Regions from separate parts of the Mus musculus genome. Here all the other regions are linked to region 3. The links are chromatin contacts, called in public promoter capture Hi-C maps. All regions are on one chromosome and are shown on one strand. The core of a region is the stretch at or near the end of the contact, and the rest is flanking DNA. Distances in the headings are between cores, read along the strand shown. Region 1 holds the start of Ripk2 (receptor (TNFRSF)-interacting serine-threonine kinase 2). Region 2 holds the start of Nbn (nibrin). Region 3 holds the start of Pnisr (PNN interacting serine/arginine-rich). Region 4 holds the start of Osgin2 (oxidative stress induced growth inhibitor family member 2). Region 5 holds the start of Otud6b (OTU domain containing 6B).

Region 1 (2,700 bases), core at 170-2,669, 5.7 Mb after region 3:
AGCATGTATACGTATATATATTCTTAGTTGAGATATATACACATTATATTGTAAGTACATATTTTTATATTTTTGTATTTTGTTTATGTGTATGTGTGTTGCCTGCAGAAGCCAGAAGTGTTGGTCAGATTCCCTGGAGCTGGAGAGCAGGCAGCTGTGAGCTACTAGATTCGAGTACTGATAACAAACCTCAGATCCTCTGGAAGAACAAGCCCTCTTAACGGCTTACCCATGACTCCAGCCCAAGAAAACATAATCTTAGAATGTAGACTTGTAAAAAACTATTAAGAACTAGAGTATAGGGAAGGAAATGTCGGTGTTATATATATTACACTAATAATATAAGGGACAATTACAGATTGTAGTATCCTGGTGCGTGTAGGATCGTGGAACTATATCGCTCACAAATATGAGATATTTGCGCCAAACATCGTACTGAACAGTTATCTAAGTAGAAAGGTGTTTACAGTAAAAAGATGAAATAGTGCTGGATTTTGGTTGTTTGGTTTTGTTTGTTTTTGCCTTTGTTTTTCTTTTTGGATGGAAGACTTCCCAAACACAAGAAATGGTTTTATATTTCTATTTGTGAGTAGGCTTTGAGGAATAAAAGAAGAAACCGTTTCCTGGTAAGGGAGCAAGTCATATAAGCTAAACACCTCAATTTGTCACACTGACAGCGCTAGCCTCTCTACCTCACTTCTCACAAGTGGCAGCCACTGAGTAAAGACTGGAGTGGAAGCAACCAGATGGTTTACAGCTCAGGAAGTGGGGCACCAGGCTCCCCAGCAGTAGTCACCCCACACCCTATCACGTCCAGGGTTTGGAGTCTAAGGAAGACACTCGGGCCAAAGGAAAATCCAGCCGACCCACCTGACACCAGACTGGAGAACTCCGGAGGGATTTTCCCCGGAGGAAATCTTTTCCAAGCCTCAGCGATGTCCACCCGGCTTGTGGGGGGAGGGAGGCCTCTGAGACACGCCCATGATCTGCAGAGGGAGGAGCCGGCAGAGGGAGGAGCCCGCAGAGAGGGGAGCTTGCAGAGGGAGGAGCCGGCAGAGGGAGGAGCCCGCAAAGATGGGAGATTACAGAGGGAGGGGCCGGCGGAAGGAGGAGCCAGAGGACAGAAGAGCGGGCGGAGGAGGAGCCGGCGGAGGGAGGAGCTGGGGGAGGGCGGAGCCGACGGAGGGAGGAGCTGGCAGAAGGAGGAGCCGGCGGAGGGCGGAGCCGGCGGAGGGAGGAGCTGGCAGAGGGAGGAGCCGGCGGAGGGAGGAGCTGGCAGAGGGAGGAGCTCACAGAGAGAGGAGATTGCAGAGGGAGGAGCCGGCAGAGGGAGGAGACCGCGGAGGGAGGAGCCGGCGGAGGGAGGAGCCGGCGGAGGGAGGAGCCGGCGGAGGGAGGAGCCGGCGGAGGGAGAAGCCAGGGGTAGGAGGCAGGGGCTGAGGAGTTGGTGAAGGTAGGAGCCCGCCCAGGGAGGGCCGGCGGAGGGAGGAGCCCGCCGAGTCCAGGAGGAGGGAGGAGGACGGTCCACCCCGGCGCGGCCGCAGACCCGACGGGCTCCCTGGCACAGCTGACCGGGCCGGAACTGCAGCGGCCACGCGGGAATGGGCCGCCCCGGGACCTAGCGCCGCGGCCAGGGTCGGGCGGAGCCGCCGCGCAGCCGGAGCCATGAACGGGGACGCCATCTGCAGCGCGCTACCCCCCATCCCGTACCACAAGCTCGCCGACCTGCACTACCTCAGCCGGGGCGCCTCTGGCACGGTCTCGTCGGCACGACACGCAGACTGGCGCGTGCGGGTGGCAGTGAAGCACCTACACATCCACACGCCGCTGCTCGACAGGTAGGGCGCCGGCGCGGGGCCCCACACAGACGCGGGCTGGGTGGTCCACAGACCGGCCGCACTATGGCGATGCGCCGGCTCCGCCGCGGCGAGTCCTTAAGTCCTTGGGCTAACCTGATCCAAGGGAGAAACCATCCTGGACGTGCGTCAGACTTTGCAACTCGCCCTGCCTCTCCTCCCACCCGAGGTGTTCCCACTCTCCAAAAACCTGCAATCACGGCCACCTCTAAAACCCTGTTTATTGAACCCGACGTGTGTTGGTACAGTGCTTGTGGGCTTTGCTTTGTTTTAGCTAGCTGTTAGCGGTAAGAGCTGTGGAACTCTAAAAACTGCTCTTGGAAATGAAGTACGCAGTGACTGCAAAATACACACCGGAGTTTGAGCATTTAGCACTAAAAAGAAAAATAATAATACTATACCGGTGTTTTTATATTGATTAAACGTCAAAATATTTTTCTAGGGTTTTATGTGTGTTTCACTCCTGCTCCTGAGCCTGCATATTATGGCTTGGTTTGGTTTGATTTGGTTGGTTTTGTTTTCTTTGTGGTTTATTACGTGCCCTCATGAAGTTCAGTTATCAAATTCTACATTACCAGTTGTTATTCGAGCTCTTGCCTTGGAAGTCCCCAAAGGAAGTGTGCAATGTTTTTTGTAACAGTAAAATGAATCAAAAGCTATTAAATGGTCAAAATTTGTGAAGAATAAAAGTTTTGACCATCCCTTGCCCTGGTATTATTTGTGTCCAGCTCCCACATATTCAGAAGAAAGAAAAAAAAAAAGCGTTGGTTTCTGTTTCTAGGAAAACATTACAACTAAATACCATAGATCTGTGGCTGTATGTGTTAGTCAATGGATCTAGTCA
Region 2 (2,700 bases), core at 198-2,697, 5.9 Mb after region 3:
AAGTTGTAAATCAGCAACTGGTGGAGTAATAGCAGACATGTGGGTGACCTGCGGAATTTGGAGACATGGGCTTCTATTACACTTGGAAGAGTAATTATCACAATTAGACAAACAGGAAGAGTCCAGCAGATCCCTGGCATCCTTCTGAACCGTTTGAGTTAAGTACTGTCAATGAGATTTCTGTTTGCTTTATTTCATTTTTGAGAGGAAGTCTCACTACGCTGCCTAACTAAGCTGTCCTCAAACTCAACGTCCACCAGCCTCGGCTTCTCAGGAGCTGGGATTACAGGCAGGAACTATCACACTCAGTTTAGCAGAGAGGAACTTGAACGGTTTCAAGGTAGATACATAAATATTCTGTGAGTTTCTACTGTAACCACCTTACTTGAAAACTAATCCCTTAGCGTCTGATTCCGAAATGCATCTCTGATATTGGTTCTAGAAGCATATTTTATTCTGCTATCATGTTAATAAAGTGCTACCCAGGTGAGTACTGAACTACAGCCTAAAAGCACATGAGAGGCGCTCATGTAGCTCGCAGGCTTCAAACTTAGGTAGTTGATAACTTTTAACTCCGGATCCTCCTTCCTCCACCTCCCAAGTGCTGGGATGCCTGCGCCACCACCTCTAGAAAATTTCTATTTTACAGACACTCATAGACTTAGCTAGGCTCAAGGCTAATTATTCAGAGTCCTCTAAGTTGCGTTCTATCCTTGCAGTGCCCCAACCCACATAGATAATCTTTCAGACTTTATCCTTCCCCTTATACTGTTAGTAAACTGCATCTTCTTAAAGTTCCCCGCAAACAAGATAGAGTCGCAGGCAAGTGCATAATCTCCCATCACCAGTGACTAAATAAGGAGACAACCACTTAACACGTGATAACTTTCACTGCGTAAAAAAATGTGTGGGCGGAGGACTCTTCCCCGAGGGGAAATTCTGAAAACTTTAAAGCGGCCCCGTGGTGTCGCGTGATTTCTCCTAACTACGCTCCGGTCTGCGTGCGTCCCCAGCCTTGGCTGGGCGCCTGGGCAACTCCGCGTGGTTCTTCCCCTCGGTTCGCAGCCTAGCTGGAGCCGGTCTAACCTGGGCACGCACACCCCAACGCCCGAAGTACGGTGGGCTGCCATCCCGGTTCCCACCACCCAGCTTCCGTGTCCAGTCAGCCCCGGCCGCCTAGGCGTCCGCCGGAAGGCGAGAAGGACGGACCGGAAGCGCAGGCGCGCTCTACTGCTTCCCAGCCCCCACCGCCCCGCGGCCGCTCCCGGGAAAGAACTCCCCGCCGCCTCCTTAACGCGCCTACCTGGAGCCGCACCGGCGGCCGGGAGCAGCTTCCACATGGGGCCGGCGTCTCAGAACCCCGCGACGTGCGACGCCAACCGCAGCTGCCCAGCCTGCGCGGTCACCGGGCTGCACCGGCGCGGGCTCCGGGACGTGCGCGTTCCCAGGACTCTGACAAGTTCTTCGGAAAGGCGGGAACCGGCCAGAGCGCGCCGCTGACGGGGGCGCCACCTAGTGCTGAAGATGCAGCAGTGCAGCGCGGAAAGCGTCCTGGCAGGAATGTGATGGACCGAACTGGACGCTTTAATCAATGAACTGTGATGTTTAAAAAGCTCGGAAGTAATGTGGATTTTAAACTAGATGTATCAAAGTGCTGTTGAGTGTATTATTTTCTGTATTTTCAAAAGTTACATCATGTGTAGTATCAGTCAAGATGAAGATTTCATGTCAAAATATGTTTAATCTTTTCCACTGTATCCTGAGTGTATTATACCAGAACCATGTTTACATCTTTATACAATGTCAGGATTTACTGAATAACAATAAGTCCACAAGCTTTTTGCCAAGTAGTCCCAATTTCCCTTAATAGTTGACCACTGGCAAACAGTTTTTTTTTAAAGATTTATTTATTTATTATATGTAAGTACACTGTAGCTGTCTTCAGACACTTAAGAAGAGGACATAACAGATGGTTATGAGCCACCATGTGGTTGCTGGGATTTGAACTCATGACCTCTGGAAGAGCTGTCAGTGCTCTTAACCGCTGAGCCATCCATCTCCCCCCACTTTTAATTATGTATTTATTTTATGTATATGAGTACACTGTAGCTGTCTTCAGCCACACCAGAAGAGGGCATCGAATCCCATTACAGATGGTTGTGAGCCGCCATGTGGTTGCTGGGAATTGAACTCAGGACCTTTAGAAGAGCAGTTAATGCTCTTCACCACTGAGCCATTTCTCCAGCACTGACAAATGGGTTTTTTAATCCAGTTGTAATATTAATAAATCATACATTAAGGGTGTGTGTCCATTAAAGAATGACTTCAACTTCTGGGTGTGGTGATGCACACCTTTAATCCCAGCATTCGGAAGGCAGAGGCAGGTGAGTCTCTGAGTTCAAGGCCACCCTGGTCTACACAGAGAAATCCTATCCAAAAAAAAAAAAAAGAATGACTGCAATAGAGTTACAGAAACACAGCAAGAGACATCAAAGGATCTGGGAAGCTAAAGTATGGAGCTGAAACAGCTACAAGCAGAGTAGATGAGCTCTTACAGAGCATGAATGCATCATTGTTTTGATTGTCAGCACAGAAATCTTCCCACATAGTTGTAATTAACTGTTAGATTACATGTGATATATAGGAAAATGTAAGTGATATTTAAACAGTTGTCTGGTTCTATTGTTTAAAGAAAAATAA
Region 3 (2,700 bases), core at 45-2,544:
ACCTGCCTCCAGTTGCCAGCACCTCATGGCAACTCACAACCATCTGTAACTTCAGTTCCAGGGGATCTCCACAGAAAAATACTATCTTTTTTTAAAAATGATTTTTTTCTTTAACTAAGGAAATAGGAGCATGCCCTCAATTAATAATGTAACAACATTGTTCCATTAATAGTAAAAAAAAACAAAAAAACGTGTCATGGAAGTATATGTTACTGAGAAAATAAAACACGTGGTTATACACTAGCTGTTTAATTTTTCTATAATTAAATTAAGTTCTAGGGCTTGATGTGGTAGTGAATACATTTAATTCCAGCATTCATGAGCGAAGGCAGGAGTTCCAGGCCAGCCAGGATCATATAATGAGGCTCAAAAAAGTCCTTAAATATAAAGCTTACTTATGTTTTAAATTGTGTGTCTTAAGAATATCCGAGAACTCATTACGTCTCCCCTGATGCTTTAGAAAACCACCCCACAAATAAAGTCTTTACTGTTCTGGTTTGGTTTTAGCTGGATGTACTCAAAAAAAAAAAAAAATCCAAGATTGTTTTTGTTTTATCTAGGGTTAGGAAGAGAAAAGGTAAATGAAGTATTAAAGACTGCTAATTTAATCAAGCACAGTCAAAATTTGCTCAGTGCCCAGTTTTGTTAAGATGACACTATTATCCACAAAACTACGAAACAACTGAAATATAGGATACTACTTGTTTCCTCAGTGATGCTTAACACATAATACCCATCACTGGGTAAAAACACCAAAACTAAGCAACTAAATGATACTTGTCTAGGACGCAGCAGAAAGCGGTTGCGCCTGCGTAGTGCGAGTCGCAGAGTCGAAGTTCCAGATCCCGGCCCCCGCCGCCTCCGCCCCTCCACACTCCCTGCCCCTCAAGGGTTCCCACTGCGCACGCGCACTGCTTAACGGCCGCTCAGGCGCCCAACAATTAGTCCCTTGCCTTCTCAAAGGAAACTCTTAGTTCGAAGAATGGGTCGTGAGCCCTCTCCTTAGCCAAAGGCGGTTCCCTTCGGGCGACAGCGGCTCTCTCGCTCACTCTCTCGGGCGGACGCCGGAGCTTCTCCGGAATGAGGTTCTGGCGGTGGCGCCAAGCAGCGTACGCAGCCTGAGTCCCGCTCCGTTCGCCACACTGACCCAGAGGACTTTAGTCCTCCGGCAGGTCCCCCGGGGTAAACTGCTCGTCGCTTACCCGCTCCGGTTCCGGAATACCGCTGTCGCCACCGTTCCTGTAATTCTCTCCAACCTTTCGATGCTTCTACTTCTTCATGAACAAGACAAGATGGCGCCCGGTGGTTCTCACCCGGAAGTGAATGATAATAACATCCGCTTTTCGGCTGAAGTCACACTGATTCTCAGCCAGGCTTACGACCATGTGATCTTACCGACGGGACGAGTCCGCGCCATTTTTGTTGAGGGCAAACCCAACCCACCTCGAGTTGGACCCTCTTGTGTGTGAAGCCCGTGTCATACCCGACACATTTTCATTTGTACAGCCAGCACAAAGCCGAGCCTAACGTTCCGGTACAATGGACGGAATTTAGTAAACTTTAGGCAGGAGACCCTCGAAGAGCAAATGCGTTCTAAGAATCAGTTCCGCTTTGGGAAGGATGCTGAATCGCTTTGCCTCTTTCAGACTACGGAGAGGACCGCAAGTCAAACCCTGCCAACTTGGAACTCACTGTGCCAGGCCTGAGTCGCAGAGCCTGAGTTCTGGAAGCAGGGTGTTTGCTAGGTCTCCTTGTTCACCTCCTAGCATCGCGCCCCCTGGTGGGAACATTTACTCAGTTCAACTTCGCTCAGCTACTCTTTAAGGAAAAGTAACTGAGAAGCAGAGTTTCCACTGGTCCTTCCTTACCTAAACTCCAAGATGGCCTCCCGAAAGGAGGTAAAAGGTGTTTAGCGTGAACAATGTTCATATATCTAAAATGTCAACTTTCCAGACTAGGAGTTTAATTACAAAAGGAAACAAAAATTCTAAGAAACACAGCATTCTTAACCTAAATATTGGAAAATGACTTTCTTGAAATGTCAGTGTAACTAAAAAGAGTTATGAAGGAGAATTCCAGGAAAAAGTCTGTGTCTGCAAAGATTGATTGGAGCTTCAGTGATGTGGAGAGGTTGGAATTTTACAAGTCCAGAGGCTAATTACCCAATCTGGCCCTAGCTTTACCCACGAATTGCCAGTCTTTGCCAACCTCCCCATATTAGAGCTAAATCCTGTGACTAATAGATTAAAAACCTTTTAGAACTTTTAAAAAAATGATTTATTTATTTTTATTTTATGTGTATTGGTGTTTTGCCTGCGTGCATGTCTGTGTGAGGGTGTCAAATCACTTGTTGCTGGACTACAGATAGTTGTAAGCTGCCATGTGGGTACTAGGAATTGAACTCTGGTACCAGCGCTATTAACCACTGCCCCAGCCTTTGGAACTTTTTAACTTAGCTGACTCCCAGTTTCCACCAACCCAAGAGCTAAGAATGTTATCAGATAGCATCTGCAGCGATGTAAAAAGTGTCCCCATCTTGCTGTAGCTTCTGTGATGTACACACCAATGTATCTTAAGCCTGCCTTGGTTTATGACTGTCTGTTCTTTAAAAACTATAAAATGTCATGAAACCACTTCCGTGTTATAAAAGAAATTTGGCATAACTGTGTTCCTTGTGCCATGGACATTCAAATGTGGCTC
Region 4 (2,700 bases), core at 124-2,623, 5.8 Mb after region 3:
TTATAGTTTATTAAAGCACGCCAGAGAGACAGGTACAGCAAGATGAGGGAAGTGTTACTATAGTCTCAGGGTGTTATCTTATTGCATTCTTAGCTTTTGGTTGGTGGAAGCTAGTGGCCTGTTTAGTCAATAGATTCCAAAAAGTTTTTAATCTTCTAGTCACAAGACGTTAGTTCACACATAGAGTTGGACAAATAGCTAGTGTTCTGCAGTGCTAGATCTAGCCTAGATAAGGTAATTAGCCTCTGGATGGACCTGCAGCAATCCAAGCTTCCCACTATAATGCAGTTCTAGTCAATGTCTCGGCAGACGCAGCTTCTTCTTCCCTTTCTCCTTCACAACTGTTAACACATTAAACGTAAAATGAGCTCATACTGCCATTATTTTCAAAGAGGAGAAAAACAATTTTTAAAATCCGGTGAATACACCTTTTAGATATGGAATCCTGGAGGCACGCTGAGTTCTTTCTTTTTGAGACAGGGTCTCTCTACAAAGTCCTGGCTGTCCTATGTAGATCAAACTAGACTTGAACTCATGGAGATCCACCTGCCTCTGCTTTCCCAGGGCTGAAATTAAGGCATGGGCCAATGTTCTGCCAGGATGAGTTCTTTTAAAAAATGCAGACTCCAACCAACATTCTTAAAGAGAATTTCTTTTAAAGACATAAACATACAAGTGTTTTAACTGCTCCCCTCCGCCCCCCAATAACGGAGATGGGTGAAGGCGTTGTCGGAGCAGATTAATTAATTAATTAAGGTGATTAATCGCTCTGACAGTGTCCACCCTCACCTTTTAACTTTGGATAAATACCAAGTTGGATGCACTCCCTGTGCTGACTCAAAGACACCTGGAGAGACTCAAAACATCTTTTCTGGCCCAGCCCCTTTCCCCACTAGTCTCTGCATGGCTGAGTGAGGCCTTGCCCAGTCCGGGGAATGGTGGAGCGGCGCTCTTTAAGAAGGGAGGCTGAACATGGCCAGGGGGAGCGCCAGGCGAGCGGCCGGAGCACCTAAGGTTTGTGGGAGTCTTTGGGTGGCCGCGATGCGGGGGCCGAGGCCAGATGCACCCGAGACAGTGCGAGGACGTGAGCTCAGGTAGGTTCTCGCGGCCGGACTTCCCTGAGACCCGCAGGCCTGAGGTAGAAGCCTCCCCTCTTCTGCTCCGCAATCCCAAGAGCGGGCACCGAGAACGCACCCCGAGCCCCGAGCCTAGGCCTCGTGAGGACCCGGACCGCAGCGCCGCGGCCCTGCGCATCCCTCTCCGTGGACCCGCCCCTCGCCGCGACTCCACCAATCGGCGGCCTCGTCCACGCGCCGCACCTGGTGGGCGGAGCCGCGCGTCGCCGTCGCAGCGCCCGGTCCCGCCCCCAGCGCGGCGCTCATCACTCGCTGCGCCGCCCTGCCGCCGGCGGGGAGGAGCGGAAGCCGCTGGCCGGGGACAGACTCCCGCGCCTGTGAGCCGCGGTGCAGGCAGAGCGCGCGCCGGGACCAGCCCGCGGTCGGCCCTCCCGGAGGACGGCAGCCGCTCTCCATGCCTGTGTGGTGCTGCCGCTGCTCCCTGGCCGGTCATTTCAGGTGACTTTCCCCCCGGGATGGGTCGGAGCTGGCTCTGCAGCGTGTGCTCCTCGGCCGCCGCCCGCTGGGCCGGCGCTGCTCGGAGCTCCGTGGACCCCGCTCTTTTCTTGTCCCCTCTTCTTGTTCCTGGACCGCGCGGGTCACAGGACGGCGAGAGTGGCTAGGCCGGCGGTGAGTCGGTTACATGTAAATGGTAAATTTGAAAATCTGTGAAGAGCCTCCTTTGAATTTTTGATCTTTTAAAAATCTAATAACATAAGTTACTGGCTTGAAGGGAAGTGGAGAAGAATGTGTCATGTAGTGACAGTGGGTCGTGACTTACTAAGGTATGAGTGATGTAAAGCCATGTTAGAATGGAGAAATTTAGGAAGTGGCAGTTTTATACTCAAATTATGATGAAAGTTTCTTACGGTGAGAAAAACAATAGTTTCAAAGATGAATGAACGTATGTTCTAGATTCAGAACAATTGACCAACACTTCGGGGAATTACAGAATAAGATCAAAAGTACAAGAAACTGGATGGGATGAAATGTTACGTTTAGTAAGGACTCTGGGAACTGGCTTTACATGTGTGAATGTTACAGAATAAACTGATAAAGACTTGTTTAATAGAGGCTCATAGAATTTAGGTGAAACATTAACTTGGGTGGAAAGGATATTAATATCATTTCTAAAAATACTAACATTGCTTTCTTTACTAATGTGAGCCACAAGTCACAGTATTTGTGACTGTCATCAATACAAATCACAGAGCTTATTTTATGTGATATAGATAAATGTCGTGTGTATTTAATAACCTTCACAGAAGAGGTTAAAAAAGAATGTGAGGTGCAGAGAAATCAGACTCCTGCTGTAATAGCAACGACCTAGGTCTGCCCAACCTCCTGAGTTTGTAAGGAGACTTTAAATTCTAGATCTAGAAAAGTTTTATGCCAAAGACTGCTGGATTCTATGTTCTAGACAGATTGTTGTGTATGTACACATCGTCCACTTTGAGTATTGTAAAAAGCAGGCTGGAGTGAAAATTTGAAGCCTCTTGGGGAGCTACATTTCTTTTAGAAAATAACCCTCTGAAAGTCTCCTGACACCTTTGGGGTACTGTTGAGCGGTAAGGGGAGAGCTTGG
Region 5 (2,700 bases), core at 62-2,561, 7.0 Mb after region 3:
TCCCTTGCTATATAGAGACTTTCCATAGGTTCTGTGACTCTAGAGAACCCTGACTAATACAACCCCTTACAGGTTTATACAGTTGTAGGTGCAGTTCATTATTCATCTCTGGAAATAAGTTTTCAATTATTTCCAGAAATATTATTTCAACTTCATTTGTTTTGTTCTGTCTCAGGCATTTATATATAAAAAAGAATATGTTTGTCTATCTATTTTTTTTAAGATCTATTTATTTATTATATGAAAGTACATTGTAGCTGTCTTCAGACACTCCAGAAGAGGGCATCATATTTCGCTATGGATGGTTGTGAGCCACCATGTGGTTGCTAGGATTTGAACTCGGGACCTTCAGAAGAGCAGTTGGCGCTCTTATCCACTGAGCCATCTCGCCAGCCCCTGTCTATCGACTTTTGAGACAGGGTCTCACCTATGTAACTCTCTGGACATCCTGGAACTCCCTATGTAGACAGGCTGGCCTCAAACTCACAGAGATCTGCCTGCCTGCCTCCTAAGTGCTGGGATTAAAGGCCTACACAACCACAATCAGCCCTAAATAGAGATTTTTTTTTTTTTTTAAATTTTACTGGACCAACACTCTGAGTCTTCCACTCCTGCCACCATTCCGTGAGCATTCTTGTTTGCCTTTGCTAATTTGTTTTTGTGGCACACGAGTTACATTTGTTAAATCTTGCCTCAAATCTTCAAAACACCCTGACATCACTGTTAATCGTTTTACAACTGAATTTAGCAAATGGACTTTACTAAGCTTAGTCCTTTTTTATCTCTTTCATCACTTATTTCAAGAGTAGGCATTCCTTACTTAGCGTTTCCCCTTTTACCACATTGTAAAAAAACAAAAAACAAACCATTCCCTAGTGTATGACTAATATAACGTAAAGATCCTCATTGAAAACAAACCACGCTTTTATTAAAATTAAAAAAAAAATCTTTTCAACATGTTTTGGCAAAGAGGACAACTACGGAGCGTTCTAAAGCACAAATTGAAAGCTGTGCGAAAGAACGTCCGTGATGTCATCTCCGTGCGCCCCGTCAGGGCCAATCGCCTGGCGCGTAGCTTTGTGCTGCGGTTGCTCCAGCGCCGGGCGCGTCCTTAATCGCACAATCCCAGCTTCCGGCGCGCCGCCCAGAGCGGTCCGAGCGCGCAGGCGCCCTAGCCCATGTCGGCGTCTCCCGGTTTCAGTGGTTAGACCTGGATCCGGAGCCGCCTTGAGGCGGGGCTGGGCCTTCCCGGCGGCCAATGGCGCCCCGGGTGAGGGTTGAGGAGTGGGAGGTGCTGGCCCTCCTGAGGTGCGGATCTCCTTCAGCGCGGGTGCCGGGCCGCCTGGTCGTCATGGAGGAGGTCGTGGCTGAAGAGCTCGATGATGAGGAGCAGCTGGTGAGAAGGCATCGGAAGGAGAAGAAGGAGCTGCAAGGTGACGGGAAAGGGGCTGGGAATGTAAGAGGCGTCCACACCCAAGGCTGGGAGCGTGGAGTGTGTCCTCTGGTACCTGGACGGGCACACGTCCTGGATCCGTCTAGGCTTTCCCTCAGATAACTTTTGATCAGTCTTCTCCAGCTTTCCCCATTCCCTCGACCCCCTTATTTGCAGTCCCCGGAGATGTCCCCGTGTGCGACCTGCCGTGGACCCCTAGCGGGTCCGGTGCACGTGCTGCTGCTGAGTGATGTGCCTGGAGACCAAAGTCTTGGACCTCCTCTTCCTCCCTTCCCATTCCTGCCCCCGATCCCGACGCCTGGCCTTAGTGGTGTGGTCTGAATTGCTTCTCCTTGGCTTGTCGGTCACAGAGAAAGATATTTAAAAGGCAGAAGTTTTACCTTAGTATAGTTTTTTAACCTTGGTTTTGCCCTGTCAAACCAAACAAATTCGAGATTGTGTTTACGTTGGGTCGCAAGCCTCATCCGGACCTTTCTCCGTAGCTGATTGTTGTGTCATGATTAATTGCTTCTATAATTACTTTACATTCTATAATTGTACCTCTTCCCACCCTCTTAACTGCTTTTCGCTTTTTGGTCCGGGGGCTCTGACACGGCTGTTTTGATGACTTTTTTTAGCCAAAATTCAGGGAATGAAGAACGCTGTTCCCAAAAACGACAAAAAGAGGAGGAAGCAGCTCACGGAAGATGTTGCTAAATTGGAAAGAGAAATGGAGCAAAAACACAGGGAAGAACTGGAGCAATTGAAGCAATTGACTTTCAAGGACAGTAAGGTATGGGGAGCGAAGCTTGTCTCTGAGCCCGAGCAAACAGCTGTCTGAGTGTGTTGAACTGCTTATTGAATACGGTCTCAAAATTCTGAAATCGAGTCATACAGTCACACATCACATTTCCTCGACATTAGTTTTTTTAGACAGAGTGCCTTGTAGTCTAGGCTGTCACCCATGTGGATTTGGAGCAGAGGCTAAACCTTGAACTTTAACTTCAGATCCTACTGGTGTGACTTCACAAGTGCTGGGATTACAGGCATGCACCACCACACCTAGCTGTACATTTCTTTAGTATTTTTGTGACCAGGTTTATGGGCAGATTTTCTTTTTTTAAATGGAAGAACAGCAAAAAAGTGCCTACTTCCTTAACCTAATAACCATGTAAAGTATAAGTTATTGCCAGATAAGGTTTGCCTTGAGTGAAAGTTGGCAGCCGAGACTGCTCGTCAGGAACTCCTGATGAATGAGATTGTAACCT

What was found. Promoter capture Hi-C pulls out the DNA fragments that hold promoters and counts their contacts.
Region 1: a contact with region 3 is called in a promoter capture Hi-C map of pre-B cells. The contact joins the promoter of Ripk2 here to the promoter of Pnisr in region 3. A contact is called at or near these places in 2 of 39 promoter capture datasets (cranial neural crest and pre-B cells) and 4 of 484 Hi-C or Micro-C datasets (CD4 T cells, CD8 T cells, muscle stem cells and 1 more).
Region 2: a contact with region 3 is called in a promoter capture Hi-C map of pre-B cells. The contact joins the promoter of Nbn here to the promoter of Pnisr in region 3. A contact is called at or near these places in 3 of 39 promoter capture datasets (cranial neural crest, maxillary cranial neural crest and pre-B cells) and 1 of 484 Hi-C or Micro-C datasets (CD4 T cells).
Region 4: a promoter capture Hi-C map of pre-B cells shows a contact between it and region 3. The contact joins the promoter of Osgin2 here to the promoter of Pnisr in region 3. A contact is called at or near these places in 1 of 39 promoter capture datasets (pre-B cells) and 1 of 484 Hi-C or Micro-C datasets (CD4 T cells).
Region 5: a promoter capture Hi-C map of pre-B cells shows a contact between it and region 3. The contact joins the promoter of Otud6b here to the promoter of Pnisr in region 3. A contact is called at or near these places in 1 of 39 promoter capture datasets (pre-B cells) and 1 of 484 Hi-C or Micro-C datasets (CD8 T cells).

What each region holds. Positions count from the first base shown.
Region 1 is chr4:16,162,362-16,165,061 of GRCm38.p6, reverse strand. Ripk2 (receptor (TNFRSF)-interacting serine-threonine kinase 2) reads left to right here and starts at 1,419. Exons shown (of 11, transcript NM_138952.4): 1 at 1,419-1,838. The coding sequence starts at 1,666. It overlaps A530072M11Rik (RIKEN cDNA gene A530072M11), which reads right to left and starts at 952. Exons shown (of 7, transcript NR_045765.2): 1 at 871-952.
Region 2 is chr4:15,956,714-15,959,413 of GRCm38.p6, reverse strand. Nbn (nibrin) reads right to left here and starts at 1,447. Exons shown (of 16, transcript NM_013752.3): 1 at 1,304-1,447. The coding sequence starts at 1,340.
Region 3 is chr4:21,846,642-21,849,341 of GRCm38.p6, reverse strand. It overlaps Pnisr (PNN interacting serine/arginine-rich), which reads right to left and starts at 1,294. Exons shown (of 11, transcript NM_001369189.1): 1 at 1,203-1,294. It overlaps 4930528A17Rik (RIKEN cDNA 4930528A17 gene), which reads left to right and starts at 894. Exons shown (of 1, transcript NR_028384.1): 1 at 894-2,700.
Region 4 is chr4:16,012,561-16,015,260 of GRCm38.p6, reverse strand. Osgin2 (oxidative stress induced growth inhibitor family member 2) reads left to right here and starts at 1,373. Exons shown (of 6, transcript NM_145950.5): 1 at 1,373-1,574. The coding sequence starts at 1,531.
Region 5 is chr4:14,825,024-14,827,723 of GRCm38.p6, reverse strand. Otud6b (OTU domain containing 6B) reads left to right here and starts at 1,311. Exons shown (of 7, transcript NM_152812.4): 1 at 1,311-1,433; 2 at 2,071-2,225. The coding sequence starts at 1,352.